5 separate regions of the Mus musculus genome follow, and all the other regions are linked to region 1. The links are chromatin contacts, called in public Hi-C and promoter capture Hi-C maps. All regions are on one chromosome and are shown on one strand. The core of a region is the stretch at or near the end of the contact, and the rest is flanking DNA. Distances in the headings are between cores, read along the strand shown. Region 1 holds the start of Cenpf (centromere protein F). Region 2 holds the start of Mtarc2 (mitochondrial amidoxime reducing component 2). Region 3 holds the start of Rab3gap2 (RAB3 GTPase activating protein subunit 2). Region 4 holds the start of Iars2 (isoleucine-tRNA synthetase 2, mitochondrial). Region 5 holds the start of Eprs (glutamyl-prolyl-tRNA synthetase).

Evidence for each region. Promoter capture Hi-C pulls out the DNA fragments that hold promoters and counts their contacts. A called contact is a pair of places that touch in the nucleus more often than the background predicts.
Region 2: a contact with region 1 is called in a Hi-C map of CD4 T cells, with 4 times the contacts expected there. The contact joins the promoter of Mtarc2 here to the promoter of Cenpf in region 1. A contact is called at or near these places in 2 of 484 Hi-C or Micro-C datasets (B cells and CD4 T cells).
Region 3: a contact with region 1 is called in a Hi-C map of B cells, with 7 read pairs. The contact joins the promoter of Rab3gap2 here to the promoter of Cenpf in region 1. A contact is called at or near these places in 1 of 39 promoter capture datasets (pre-B cells) and 1 of 484 Hi-C or Micro-C datasets (B cells).
Region 4: a promoter capture Hi-C map of pre-B cells shows a contact between it and region 1. The contact joins the promoter of Iars2 here to the promoter of Cenpf in region 1. A contact is called at or near these places in 2 of 39 promoter capture datasets (cranial neural crest and pre-B cells).
Region 5: a Hi-C map of B cells shows a contact between it and region 1, with 7 read pairs. The contact joins the promoter of Eprs here to the promoter of Cenpf in region 1. A contact is called at or near these places in 1 of 39 promoter capture datasets (pre-B cells) and 2 of 484 Hi-C or Micro-C datasets (B cells and embryonic stem cells).

The regions. Positions count from the first base shown.
Region 1 is chr1:189,686,784-189,689,387 of GRCm38.p6, forward strand. Cenpf (centromere protein F) reads right to left here and starts at 1,303. Exons shown (of 18, transcript NM_001081363.2): 1 at 1,193-1,303.
Region 2 is chr1:184,844,601-184,847,204 of GRCm38.p6, forward strand. It overlaps Mtarc2 (mitochondrial amidoxime reducing component 2), which reads right to left and starts at 1,308. Exons shown (of 8, transcript NM_133684.4): 1 at 946-1,308. The coding sequence starts at 1,217. Gm34451 (a long non-coding RNA gene) reads left to right here and starts at 1,247. Exons shown (of 2, transcript XR_865818.3): 1 at 1,247-1,637.
Region 3 is chr1:185,202,887-185,205,490 of GRCm38.p6, forward strand. Rab3gap2 (RAB3 GTPase activating protein subunit 2) reads left to right here and starts at 1,282. Exons shown (of 35, transcript NM_001163754.1): 1 at 1,282-1,467. The coding sequence starts at 1,356.
Region 4 is chr1:185,328,121-185,330,724 of GRCm38.p6, forward strand. It overlaps Iars2 (isoleucine-tRNA synthetase 2, mitochondrial), which reads right to left and starts at 1,281. Exons shown (of 23, transcript NM_198653.3): 1 at 901-1,281. The coding sequence starts at 1,167. It also overlaps a transcript of Bpnt1 not described here.
Region 5 is chr1:185,361,716-185,364,319 of GRCm38.p6, forward strand. It overlaps Eprs (glutamyl-prolyl-tRNA synthetase), which reads left to right and starts at 1,329. Exons shown (of 32, transcript NM_029735.2): 1 at 1,329-1,528. The coding sequence starts at 1,483.

The DNA.
Region 1 (2,604 bases), core at 53-2,552:
GGCAATATAAGCAAGGGAATCCAGCAGGTTTATTTTCTAATTCAAAACCTACAAACAGCTATATTCATGTTTGTAGTCACACACTTTGTTGAGAGCAAGAAGATATTTACAAATGTAGTTAAGATAACTAAAGTTATATTTTATTATGCTGAGGATTAGTATACAGTATTTACACTTTAAATTTCTAATTACAGTCTTAACCCTATCTTCCCAGGGCTGCTCACCTGGGTGACATATTTTAGCTTGTCAGGTTCAGTTTTTTTTTTCCTTTTTATTATTATTATTTATTCATTCTACATCCTAATGGTAGCCTCCCCTTCTGCCTGTGATCCCAGTCCCATCCTCACAAACACCTTCCCTTCTCAGAGAGGGGAGGAGACCCCCTTGGATACCACCTGATCCTGGGACATCAAATTGAAGCAAGACTACACACAACCTTTCCCATTAAGGCCTTACAAGCCAACAGAAGTTTTTGATTTGAGGCTCCTGAGGGCAGATTATGGTGGTGTCTTCTCATATGTGCAGCGCAGAGCATTGTCTTAGTCTCCAATTATATACTGTTCACTGGGGATCATGGGGTTTTAGGATTGTTATTTGGAGTGAGTGATGTCAGAGTTTTGGTTATTAGTCTTGGGTGTTTAAAAGGCATTTTTTTTTACTATGTTCATTACACACTTATATACATTTTCTACCTCTCCTACACTTATATATAAATACATCACACCGATCGCCTAATTGCCATTAGGTGTTGACTGGGTACGGAACAACCTGTCAGCCACCTAAATCGGGTCACTAGAGCAAAAGTTGTAAAATCCGTAAATGTAAAAAATTAAGATTAAAGAGGCAGGGTCTGAGAAGAAGACTTTGAAAGATGAAGCAAAATCTCTGTGGTGACGGTGTAAAAGAACTTCCACCGAAAGTATGTCTTTAAAATGCGGAGGGCTCCGTTCATGGGCCCACCGCCCGCCTCAGGCCCTAAAGAGGGTCTGGCAGGTTTCTGCTGTTGTCCTCCGTCAGGATCCCCTGCCTCTCTGCCAGTGCTAGCTAGTTCTGGCTGCTGAGCACACAGCACAGCCTGGCACCCTGGCGACCCTAAGCCGCCAAGTGAGAAAGAAGCTTCTAGAAACCATGCGGGCCTCCGATGGGGGGCCGCGGGCGGAGGACGGGGGCCCCGAGGGGGGACGCTGCTCACCTGAGCTCCTCACAGAACCTGGCTCCGGGCTCTGCGAGCCCCGAGTTCCTCACCGCCGAGCTCCTCACACAGCGCACCGTTCCTCCCCGACCAGCACGAGCGATTCAAACTGCCCGCCGCCGCCGCCCCTCTTCCCTCCCGCTCACTTCCGGTCCCGCCCAGCTAGCCTCCACGCCCATTGGCCATGGCGAGAGGCTTTCGACCAGTCCTCACCCGGCTTCTCGGTGAGCCGCCTCTGATTGGCCCTTTTGGACGACTGTTTAAAAACAAGCAGAGCCGGCGGCGGAGCCTGCGCAGACGTCGGATGCACTGGCGTTGCCTAGAGACGGGCTCCGCACGCTGGGAGGAGCGGACTGCGGGTCTGAATGAGGGTTAAACCCTGAGCGGCTGGGCGGGCTTGAGGAGCAGGGTAAGGTGAGGTCTGTGCTGCGGGGAGGCCGCTCGCTCTAACCGTAGGACAAGCGTAAGGTGTTAGCTCTGAGGGGATTATTATTATAAAAGTTAGCTGCGAAGTTGATTATTACTTTAAAAGTTGGCGCGCACCTGCCATAGCAGCCCTGCGGAGGGCGTTTGGAGGACAGCCTGGCTATAGACAAGAGTCCTTGTCTCGAAAAGAAAAGAAGAGGGGAGGGGAGGCGGGGGGTGGGGGGGCGGATAACAGAGGCACAGTATAACAAATAATCTGAACTTGAATCTAGACATGCATGCAAAACTCAACTGCTGACCTCTCTGTCATCTCCATATTTTCAAAATCTGGATATGCGATTCGCATGGGTTGTGGTGGCTCACGCCGACAGGATTTACTGAATATGAGATCCGAGGGGAACACTTCATCAGATTCAAATATTCACAAGGCTCTTCTAAACTGAGTATACTGCTTCCACTTTCCTAATAGCACCTAAATGCCTAAATATTTTTCTTTAAAAGTAAATATCCATAGGAGGTATGGGATGTGATGCAAACGGAGGGTGGATAGGGGCGGGGGTATGGAATATGGAGTGTGGAAAATAAATTTAAAATAAAATAATTTTAAAAAAAGAAGTAAATATCCTTGGAATTGTAGAGGTGGCTCAGCAGTTGCTGCTCTTGCAGAAGACCTGGGTACAGTTCCTAACATCCACATAGTAGGTCACAACTATCTATAAATCCAGCTCAGGGAATCTGATTCCCTTTTCTGGGCCCACAGGCAACAGGTATGTAACGACATACGTGCTGGCAAAACATGCATGCACATAAAATTAAAACATAAAAATGCTCTCAGTTCCTCTTTCCTCTCCAGTGATCCCTCTCATTGTCTCTCTGCTCACATCCCATTTCTTTTTAGGGTCACTTAGTGCCCAGGGCTTATCCCAGCACCCAGTTTCCCCAGGAAGGCAGCTAAGAGTTACAGAGTCAGATGGAGACCAAAGCTG
Region 2 (2,604 bases), core at 58-2,557, 4.8 Mb before region 1:
CCCCAGGCCCTCAGTAAATGATAATTTAAACCCAAACCTCCCAGCATTGCAAACATAGGCCGCCAATGAGGAATGGAAAATCCATGAGCGGAATTCCTGATCTATAAATTTATTCTGTAGCAGAACTAAACTCTTTTTTTTTATTCTAACCTCCTTTATTATTATTTCATACCCGTTTGTGACTAGCTCTCTATCGCCATCTACCACAACCCCTCCCTCGCCCCACCCCCGGCAAACCGTGTAATTCTGCTCCTTACTCGTTCAAGTGGTCACCAGAACTAGAGGGAAGGCCCGATGTTCTTGAAAACGCTCAGCCAATGGCATTTTATATTTCTAGTGTCCTACAGTTAGGAGAGCTGTACGGACAGCTGACAGGGGAGTCTCCCCCCCCCCCCCCACCCCCCAGGGTTCCAGGAATGCTCCAACTCAGTTTTCCAAAACTACTTTAGCCAGAAGCACGGGCTTCGCAGCTAAAGGATCAAAGCTCGACAGCCCAGAGAATTCAGGCAACAAGCCTCAGTTCTGTGAAGCCGAAAGGGGTGGGGGCCGAAATCCAGGCGCTCTGTTTCGCTTTAGAGTAAATTTGCATGTGGTAAAACTAAAATTCTCCTCCCGGAAGGTCTCCCCACAGACATATTTGGGCTTGCAAACTTAGATTTCAACTTGAACACGCTCGTCAATGTGCACCGTGCTGTAACTGCTGTCATCTCTTTCCCATATGTGTGTTTCCCAGAAGCAACAAACCCTTACTTTCTAGGTTTGGGGAGAACACAGCTTGCAGTACGGAACTCCTCTCTCGACTTGCTCCAGGCTCAGGCTCACAAAGTTTGCACTCACCGAGGGGCGCCTGGTTCCAGGTCTCACACTTCCGAGCAAGGATAGGCAAGGCCCCACCTCCCTCGCCCCGGCCCATTCGCGCCCGGTGCAGTGCGGGGCTCGGCGTACCTGTCGCGCACTTTGCCACAGCGCAGCCCCATGTCCGTGCACTCGGTCTCACACACCGACACCCCCTTGCAGGACTTGATCGGGTAGATCCAAACCTTCGACACCGTGCCCACCTGCTGCAGCTGCCGGCGCCGCCGGGGACGCGTGCGACGCCAAGCTACGGTCCCCAGCGCCACCGCAGCCAGCCCCAGCGCGGCGACGCCGAGCCAGGTGGACCGCGGCTGCCCAGGGAGGCCGAGGCGAGCCAGAGCCGTAGAGCTGGAGGAACCCATGTTACACTATCCCGGGCAGGCCTGGGCTACTGGGCCGCGGTGTCGAGGCGGGGCTTAAGGCTCCGGGAGTGTGGGAGGAGCCAGGGTTGGCGCAGCCGCACTGCCTGTCAAACTTATGCTGCTCACGTCCAGATCAGTGTCGGCGGAGCCTGGCCCACGCCCATCGCGGGTGACAGCGTGGGGTGGTCACTTTCATTTTACTTTGTCTCTGTCCGCCTTTAAAGTGATCCCTCCCCCCATGACTCTTCAACCTGCTACACTCATTAACCCTTTTGCTTCTAAAAGGAGCACACTCAATTGTGCAAGAAGCTGCTGCACTGAAATGAAGCAGAATGGAGGAATGTTTCCTGGGGACAACTTTGGGATAGGTCTCCCGAAGATCGCGCAACTCTCTGGAACGCTCGGCTTCCATCTCTGCAGGTAGAGACAAAACTACTGGCGCGGCTTCTGGCAGCGTGACCTGAGGTTACAGGTACACCAGCCAATTAAGACAGCGCAAGGAAGGGAAAGGCTGCCAGAGCTTACCACTTGCTGAGGTCCGAATAGAGGACTCTGGTCGACTTTTCTCAGACAACGATCTAAACGGAATCCAAATGTCAGGCTTTGGCTAAGAGATAGCCCCAAGTTCAAGATCACGGTGGGCTATTGATGGCCAGGACCTGTCTCAGAAGCATCAATGATTAACTCATCAGTTGAAAGCCGCTCAACCCATAAAGGTCCTGGCTGCCAACACTGACATCTCGAATTCAGTCCCTGGGAGCCATGTGATAGAAGGGAGGGAACCATTTCTTGAACAAACAGAGAGAGTGGGAGGGAGAAGGAGAGGGGGACTGGGAAGGGGAGGGGAAGACTGAGACAAGAGACACGAGAGAGGAGAGGGTGGGAGGTGTACATGGAGAGACAGAAAGAGGAGACAGGGGGAGAATAAACGCTAAATAAATAAATGGCGAAATGACTCAGTGGTTAAGAGCACCCAGATGGACTCCCAGTACTTACATAGCAGATCGTATCTGTCTGCAATTCCAGTGCCAAGAGACCCCCACTCTCTCTGCCCCCTGCAGACCCCCACTCTCTCTGCCCCCTGCAGACCCCCACTCTCTCTGCCCCCCGCAGATAGCTGGAACACAGGTGGTACTCAGGCATACATGCGGGCAAAAACATCCACATACTTAAAATAAAAATAAAAATTTTAAAATAGCCAAGGGCTTAGAATGTTGAATTCTGCTGCGTGGACAGTCACCAGAGACGACAGACTTCTGCATGGGAGGAAAGACAGGACAGAGCCCCAACCTCTGTAACTGGCAGAGCAAGTGTGTTTGCTTCTGATAGGTGACACAGACTGAGAGAGCCTACCCATGTAGCACGTGTTCCCCCCCCCCTTCTCTGC
Region 3 (2,604 bases), core at 32-2,531, 4.5 Mb before region 1:
GGGAATTGAAGGTTTGAGGCTAACCTGGACTACATGGCTAGACCTTATCTCAAACAATCAAAGAAACAAGACTCCTTGAAGATATTTATGACAGTCTAACTGGGCAAGATATGGAAATGTACTTTCAAATCCAAGTAAAAGACTCAGGTTGGTCTTTAATTTATGTGTATATACTTCAGTAAGTATTTATCAAGGACTCAACTGGGTGCCAGATCCCATGCTAGAGACCAGGTATTTAAGGGGTTAAACGGATCCCCAGTCCTCCAGGAGTCTATAAGGATGGTGCTTTCCTTATCCAAAACCCAAAGGAAAAGTACAGGGTCAGTCTCCCCAGCTCTGTTCTGCCGTGCTGTTTTGTTGTTCTTTCCCGCCTAGCATTCTCTCAGTTTTAGTTAGCTGAGTAAGTAATTGCTTCACTTGGCCTGTGTTAGTCACTAGCTTTTTAGTTCCGTAGGAATGTGTCCCTTTCTGTTCCGAAGCTCTGTGCCTAGAGTGTGGCTGGCACGGAAAACACTAACAAATACTTGTTGGGCGGTTAGATGAACAAACGGATGAAAAGGCAAACGGACGATTACAGAGCACCATTCAATACTGCGCTGGTCCTGTTACTACATCGGGCTTTCACAGAACCGTGGCAACTTATAGATAGGAGTATTTATTTAATACGAGCCCTTAAGGAGCTGCTTTCCATCGCTTTGTTACTTGAGACACTGTTTTTGCATTGTAGCCCAGGATAGTGGCTTCAACAGCCAGAAATTCACCTGCCTCAGACTGAGGTAGGAAGGATTACAGGCATAGGCGCCGCAGACTCTTTTGGGAGTTGGGGTATAGGTGCTGAGGATAGCCTTCCACATTAAAAAAAAAAAAAACAAAAGCACAAACAAAATTACGAAGTTCTCAGGCACCTGCCCACACTCAGCTTAAACCGCCTGATCTGCGAACGATCTAGGTCGTGTCCGTAGAAGCACACCAACAAGATTGTTTGGGTGACTCAATGGCCCCCGCAAAGTTCAATTAGATCACCTTTGGAGGAAGGCCAGAATGACGGGACAAGCTCGCCCAAGAAAGAATGCGGCCAGGCTCCACGTCTAACTCTCCGCCACAAGACCGCGAGTCACGTGTCCGAAGCTGCACCCTCCCTCGGCTCCCGCTCGGCCCGCGCACGCGCAGCTTCGGGGCGTCCCGCGCATGCGTAGCACCCTCCCCTCGCGAGGAGTGCTGACAGCTTCCGGTCTGGCGTCCCCGCCCCCCCAGGGTAGCTGAAGCTTTCGGGGCTCCGTGCTGTCAGCCTTCGGGTGGAGTGGCCCGGGCGTGGCTAGGGACCACGAGCCCCGCGAGGCGGGGTCCCTGCAGCCATGGCCTGCTCCATCGTCCAGTTCTGCTCCTTCCAGGACCTGCAGTCCGCGCGCGACTTCCTATTCCCTCACCTGCGGGAGGAGACCCCCGGCGCCCTGAAGAGGGACCCGAGTAAGTGTCCCGGCGACCGGGACGCGGCTGCAAGCCTCCCTTCCCTCGGCGTCCCGTCTCTCTCAGCCTCAGCCTTTTGCGTCTCCTGTCCTGTCGCCTGTCTGTCACCGCTCCCCACCCCCTCCTTCCCAGTCCCAGCTCCACGTCTTCTCCCTATGCACACCACCTGCTCAGAGATAGCATCCTCCGTCCCAGTCCCTGCCTAATGTCAGCCCTCCACCCTGTGCTTGTTCCAACTCCCATCCTTCTCCATTTCTGGCACTGTATGTAGCCTTTGCTCTGCCCCTTCAAGAGGTGCTTAGCATCCCCACCCTCTTCCATCTCTTTTCTGTCATTCAGATTTACGGAATAAATGGCCGATTGGCAAGTGAAGGGTTTTTAAGGTGGTGAGTAAACTGCCAAGTAAGAAAAGTAACCTCTTAGGAAGTGAGGAGAATCCAGGGTAGGAACTAAAATTACAGCCACATGGTCGAGAAAAGTTAATTGGCGTCTATTGAGGTGAGAAACAGCGCCTGTTATTACCATCAAACAACGTTAACAAGCCCTACTTCATGAATATAAATCCCAAAGCTGCTTACTAAATGCTGCGTATTACCTGAGGATTTTATTATATGCTCCTTTATTTCTCCTTTTGAAAGAGGGTATCTTACTCTGCTTTCTTTATTTTTAATATGAAAATCACTTTGCTCTGTAGACCCAGTAATAATTTTTAAAAAACCACTCTCCTTTTCACTATTTAGAAGCTATCCCAGGGCACTAGGGAGATTCTGCTTCCTAGTAGGGTCTGTCTGAAAAGTAATGTTTGAAAATATCAAATATGGGAGGAACTAGGGATGAATAGTTTGTACCAGTCATTGCTGCTCCCTACCACTTAAGTTTGGTAGTTTCCGTCTGGTAGCACTATGATTCACTGGTAATGTCACGTGTGAGTGAGGGTGCTCTAACATGATAGATGGCTTGACAGGCGCGTGTGTTGAGAGAGAAAGAAGGCCATATCTGAAATGCTTGTGGAGACGTCCAACACTTGGTATGGCAGCTGGAGTCAAGGTGATAATTAGTTAAGGGTGAAGTGTGGTTTCAGTCTATAGAATGCTAACTGTTGTGTCGTGGACTCGCTACTGACGAGAACCTTAGGAA
Region 4 (2,604 bases), core at 31-2,530, 4.4 Mb before region 1:
TCCCAACAATTCTTCAGACTAAAGTGTAAACGTTTATGTGGCATGGTGGCTCTAAATTCTTAGCAAGTCTCTCAGTATTCACTACCTCAATACAGACCTGCTGAAAAACCTGTCTATTCCCAGTCCACTCTGCCACCCAAAACACACTGGTAATTTATTCTTTCAATTCTTTGGCCTCAATAATTCCCTAAATCCAAAGAATATTCAGGCTAACGCTATTCACTTAAGCAGTATTCCTGATTATCAGAAATATCTTAAATACTCTAGTGTGCAGACACTAACGAATGAATCTCAGACGTTAGCAAATTCAGTATGACATAGGAGACAGATACCGACGACACAGGGGACCCAGAAAAGGGCCGCTACTTTGTCCTTCAAAGAAATCATGATTCCTGTGAAAAACCTAAACATGTGACTAAGGTGGGGTTCAACCTCCCTTCTTTGGTAATACTTTTATAATGTTTTAAGTTTAGTTTTAAGTTTCTCTTTGATTATTCGTGTGTGGTGCACGCGAGCGCGGGTGCCTGCAGACAGAGGTCAGGCATCGGATCTTCTGGAGTTGGAGTTACAGGTGGTTGTGAACTGCCAGACTTGTGTGCTGGAAACGGAACGCGGATCCTCCGCAAGGGTGGCAAGCGCTCTTAGGCGCCGAGCTACCTCTCCAGCCCACTCCTGAAGTTTCATTTACACATGCTCACGCTGGCTACTTTCTGACAAGTGACAAAGGGAAAAGTGTGCAAAGCCGACTCGCTGGGAGCGGAAATCGGAAGGTGCTCGGTGCGGCTCCGGGCTTCACTTTGGAACCCGGCCCGCTGGGCGCTCGCCGGGGAAGCCGCGCGGCCTGCAGGGTTCCCGCAGAGCTGGCCCGCCCCGCCCTGCTCGGGTGGCCGCGTCCGGTACCTGCTGGATCTCCAGCTCCATGTCGGACTGCTGGCGGCCCAGCAGCTTCATCGGGAAGCTGGTCTGCGGCAGCAGCACCGTGTCACGGTATCTGCCGCCTTTCGAGCTGCTCTGGGGGCTGTCCGCCCCGGCCACGGATCGTACCACGAGCCTCCTCGTCATCCCCAGACACCCTAGGCGGCTGGGCAAACGGGCTGGCCCCCAGAAGCTCCCAGCCGCGGCGACCGCCGCCGCCCCGGGCCCGCGAGGGCACAGCCCCCAGTGCATGGTGGACGAGCCGGGCGGAGCCCTCCGCACACGGCCCACGGCAGCCGCCCGGTACCTAAAGGTAGAGACCCTTGAAGAGCTCGGCGGCGAGGAACTGCGCACGCGCTCCGGGGCGGAAGGGGCGGGGCAAGAGCAAGGGCGGGGTTTTCCGGCTTGGAAGTCTGTATCTCTACAGGTCTTTCATGAGGTCTAGTAGGGGTAGAGAGAGGTGTTTACTATCACTCGGCTTTCCCCAATCAGATACATTTAATTAACTTGTCCAGGGTCATAAACAAAAGTAGCAAAGCTAAAGCCGTGCAGTGGTGGTGCAGGGGATTAGTCCCAGCACATGGTGGCAGAGCCAGTCGGGTCTCCAAGTTCGAGGCTAGCCTGGTCTACAGAATGAGCTCCGCAGGACAGCCAGGGCTACACGGGTTTACAACTGTAATTTTGCCATTTTTGTGCCACACTTTAACAAAAATGTATAGAAAGTGACTACAAACAAGATAAAGGAAGGGGGGAAAGGTAAGCACAGGCAATTCATAAAAAAAATATAGCCAATGAATGCAAAACTATGCTCACCTTTGGGAGTCAGGATGACACAGAGCCATCTAATAGATTAGAACAAGCATGAAGTTTGGTAGCAAGTATCGAGAGAGTGGAAACGTGGACTGCCAGAGGTAGTATACAGCCTGTTTTGCCTTCTCATTTCCGTGTGTGTGTGTGTGCATATTTGCATGTGTGGGCATGCATCTATGTGTGCATGTGGAAGTCCTAGGTTGATGGTGGGAATCATCTTCCATGCCTCTTTCACCTCATTCAAGGAGTTAGGGTCTCTCAGAAACAAAGAGCTGGCCCATATGGTTAGTCTTTCTAAGCAGCTGGCTCGGGGGATGCGGGCCTTCCCCCGCACCTGGAATTATACACGGTGTTTAAGCGTTTTTGTGAATTCTCCTGTTTGTACCACCATCTCCCCTGCTCTGTAGTAAATGACAGCATTTACAATACCGTTCTCTGAACTGTAGTTTCCCATTTGAGAACCTGACTGACAGCTGTCATCTCACAGCAGCATGAAGAAAACATTACCACCAAACTCTCCAGAACAACTAGCTGTATTCAATCAACTAGGCTGTTTTCTGGGAAACCCTATGAGAAGATATGTAGCTGGTCTGAGCTACTTTGTGGATTCTTTTCCCATGCTTTATTCTCCCAGTTTCATCCTCTACCTCTAGATAGGAGAAGAACAATGATAGAGGAGAGAAAAAGAGATACAGACCCCAATCTTATTTTCTCTGTGAGCACAACTATGCCACCCTGTCTCCACTCTTTAGCATTTATATACCATCTGAAAAGTTGATTTCAAATATCATACAATCACAGAAATTATCCACAGGTAGCAAAACCACGCCTCTGCTAGGGCAAGAGGCAAATCAGAGTCAGCAGCCGCTGTCATAGTTG
Region 5 (2,604 bases), core at 79-2,578, 4.3 Mb before region 1:
GCCCAGGGCATTTTCCAAAAGTTCAAGTTCAAGGTGCAGGCGAGATTTCAGAAGCAGTACATATTTACCCTTACCTTCCAATAGCCTCAGGAATGTGCCAATGTTTTCATGTAACTATAGGGTAGCTATTTCTTTGGGTCCCTGCCTCTGAACCAGCATTTATACACAGCCATTTTGCAGCCGGCAAGGTACTTCTATTACAAAGGAATGAAAGAAGGCACCAGCCAGTGCACTTAATGCCATTTTGTTTCTTCTCTGACTCAATCCCCTACCCCCAGTCATACTCTTCTCTAATTACCTTGGATTCCAGAAATGACAAGACAAGTCTATCATGAAGACCTCCTCAGAGGCAGCCACTATGATTCAAAGTTGGAGTTTACTATGTGATTTTTTTTTTTTTTAAAGCATGGGAGTTGACAGGTGCTCCAAAGAGGACGCATACCACAGTCACACTTCATGGTCTTAGCAAGAACACTGAAGTTATTATTTTTAAAGGTTATTAAGGAATTTGGTCATGGGCTGTTCCTGAATTGTTCTTTTGTTTCCACTGTGAACACAAGTTAACTGTTGTGAGGTTCGCAGACCATCCTTAAGCTCACATACGCGTAGGCCTCCAGCCTGAATTATTATTATTGGTTTTTTGAGACAGGGTTTCTCTGTATAGCCTGAATTATTATTAACCCTCTCATTTGAAGATGCTTCTCTCTAAAACAGACAAACAAAACCCCCAAACATTGTCAATATTGGCAGGCTTCACTACAGATAGTAACATCTGGAAATCTTGATTCTCAGGGCCAGGAGGCCCAGCAAGCAGGTCCTTTTTCTCTTTGTCCCCATAGTTTTCTGTATTTCTAGCTTGCCTCCTAGATGCTGGGACGTGCACCACACCAAACAATCCTGAAAATATTTCCTTTTAGAGAAGACTGAAGGGAAGCTCCCTTATACCCAGTGTAGCTCGTCGACTTTGTGCATGGATGTGCCACTGCCCCAGAATGGACTAGTCTATCGTCCGCCTGCTTCCCTCACTTTCCGATGGGTCTTAACGGCTGTTCCTTTTCCACAACGGAGTGGCACCTCACGGGTGCCCAGTCCTGCTGCCAAGAGGCAACTGGAGCGTGCGGTTAAGGTGGAGGCGACGCACGGCGATTACGTTCAATAGCGTTCGCCAGACGTCAGTATCCGCGGGCCGGGGACGGGAGAGAGGCTGAAATGTCGTGGGCGCGCAGCGATGACGCACAGAGTAGCCTGCCTTGACCTCTCTGCAGTCGTGGCGCGTGGAGTGGGGCGGAGCGAAGGCTGCCTTGGCGGGCGCATATTTATGACGTGTCGTAGCGTGCGCACCGACTCCGGCGGTGGCGGCCCGTGGGGAGGAGTCAGGGCTGCGGTGCCTTCGGTCGCGCGCACACGTTGCATCTCCTTGCTTCCACCTGAACCCTCGCCGCCAGGAAGGCAGCCCGACGAGTAGACCGCAGCTCCTGGGAGATGGCGGCGCTGTGCCTCACGGTGAACGCCGGAAACCCTCCGCTGGGTAAGGGCGCCGCCGACCCGCGCGGGTTGCATCAGCGCGTGGGTGCGGGGCTGGTGCCGCGGCGGTCACGCCGAACGAGCCTCCCGCCCCGGGACGGACGGGCCTGTTCTGCTCTGCGGGGAACCCAGCCCCGCGTGGCCCCGGCCTCTGTCCGCTCGGGGCGCCGTCTCCCGAGGCCCGCTGTCCCGGGAGTGGGGGGACAGGACCAGAGCCCCGCGGGGAGACACGAGACTATGGCTGCGACTCTGCCAGGGTCCCAAGTGGCTTTTGAAGTGGAATTAAAACCCCAACTGTCTGTCCGGCCCGTCCTTTTAATGCGATCTAGGAACCTCCCGCCCCTTCCCCACCTCTCAGGAGATCTGAATTCACTTGCCCCACTTTCCCTTCGGTTGTCGAGTTAAAGGGAGCAAGGTAGACTTTTCTGTCAGCACTTGGAATTTTTACTGAGGCTGCGTTGGCTTGTGGTCGAAGGCTGTAATTACGGAAAGCCGTAGGAACGCTGCGGACTAATGCTACTGGCTGTTTTACTACACACCCCGTGGACGTAGTCCAGGCTCGAGTAAACGTCATCCTACGTTCCATTCGAAATTGATTTTTCAAAGTGGCTAACGCTATTGCTAGCTAGTTTAAAATTTCTGTCTTTTCATTACTTTGGGAAACAACCCAAAAATTTTATCATGTAGACTTGGAAGTACTTTTTCTAATACTCAAAAAGTCAGCCCCTTGAATACAATTGGCCATGTGGGGCTGATGAAATTTCTTGCAACCTCAACTTTGACAGCAGTCTGCGCCTATTGGAGTGAAAAGACATTTATTTATGTATTAATGCGCTGGGAAACAGCTCAGGGAGCTTTGCATTGTAGGCAAGCACTTGACTGTTGAGCCACACTCACCAGCCCTAAAAATAGACTGTAGCAATCGCTTGAAATGTTCTAAAATGATAACATTTTAGCATGTTAGTTCCAGTCTCTGTATGCTAACCTCACAACAAATCCATGAGCCCTGAAAGAAGTAGATGTGATTCTTGGTTTGAAACGGCACTAGGTAGATGATGCTGACCTCGTGGCTAATCCTGG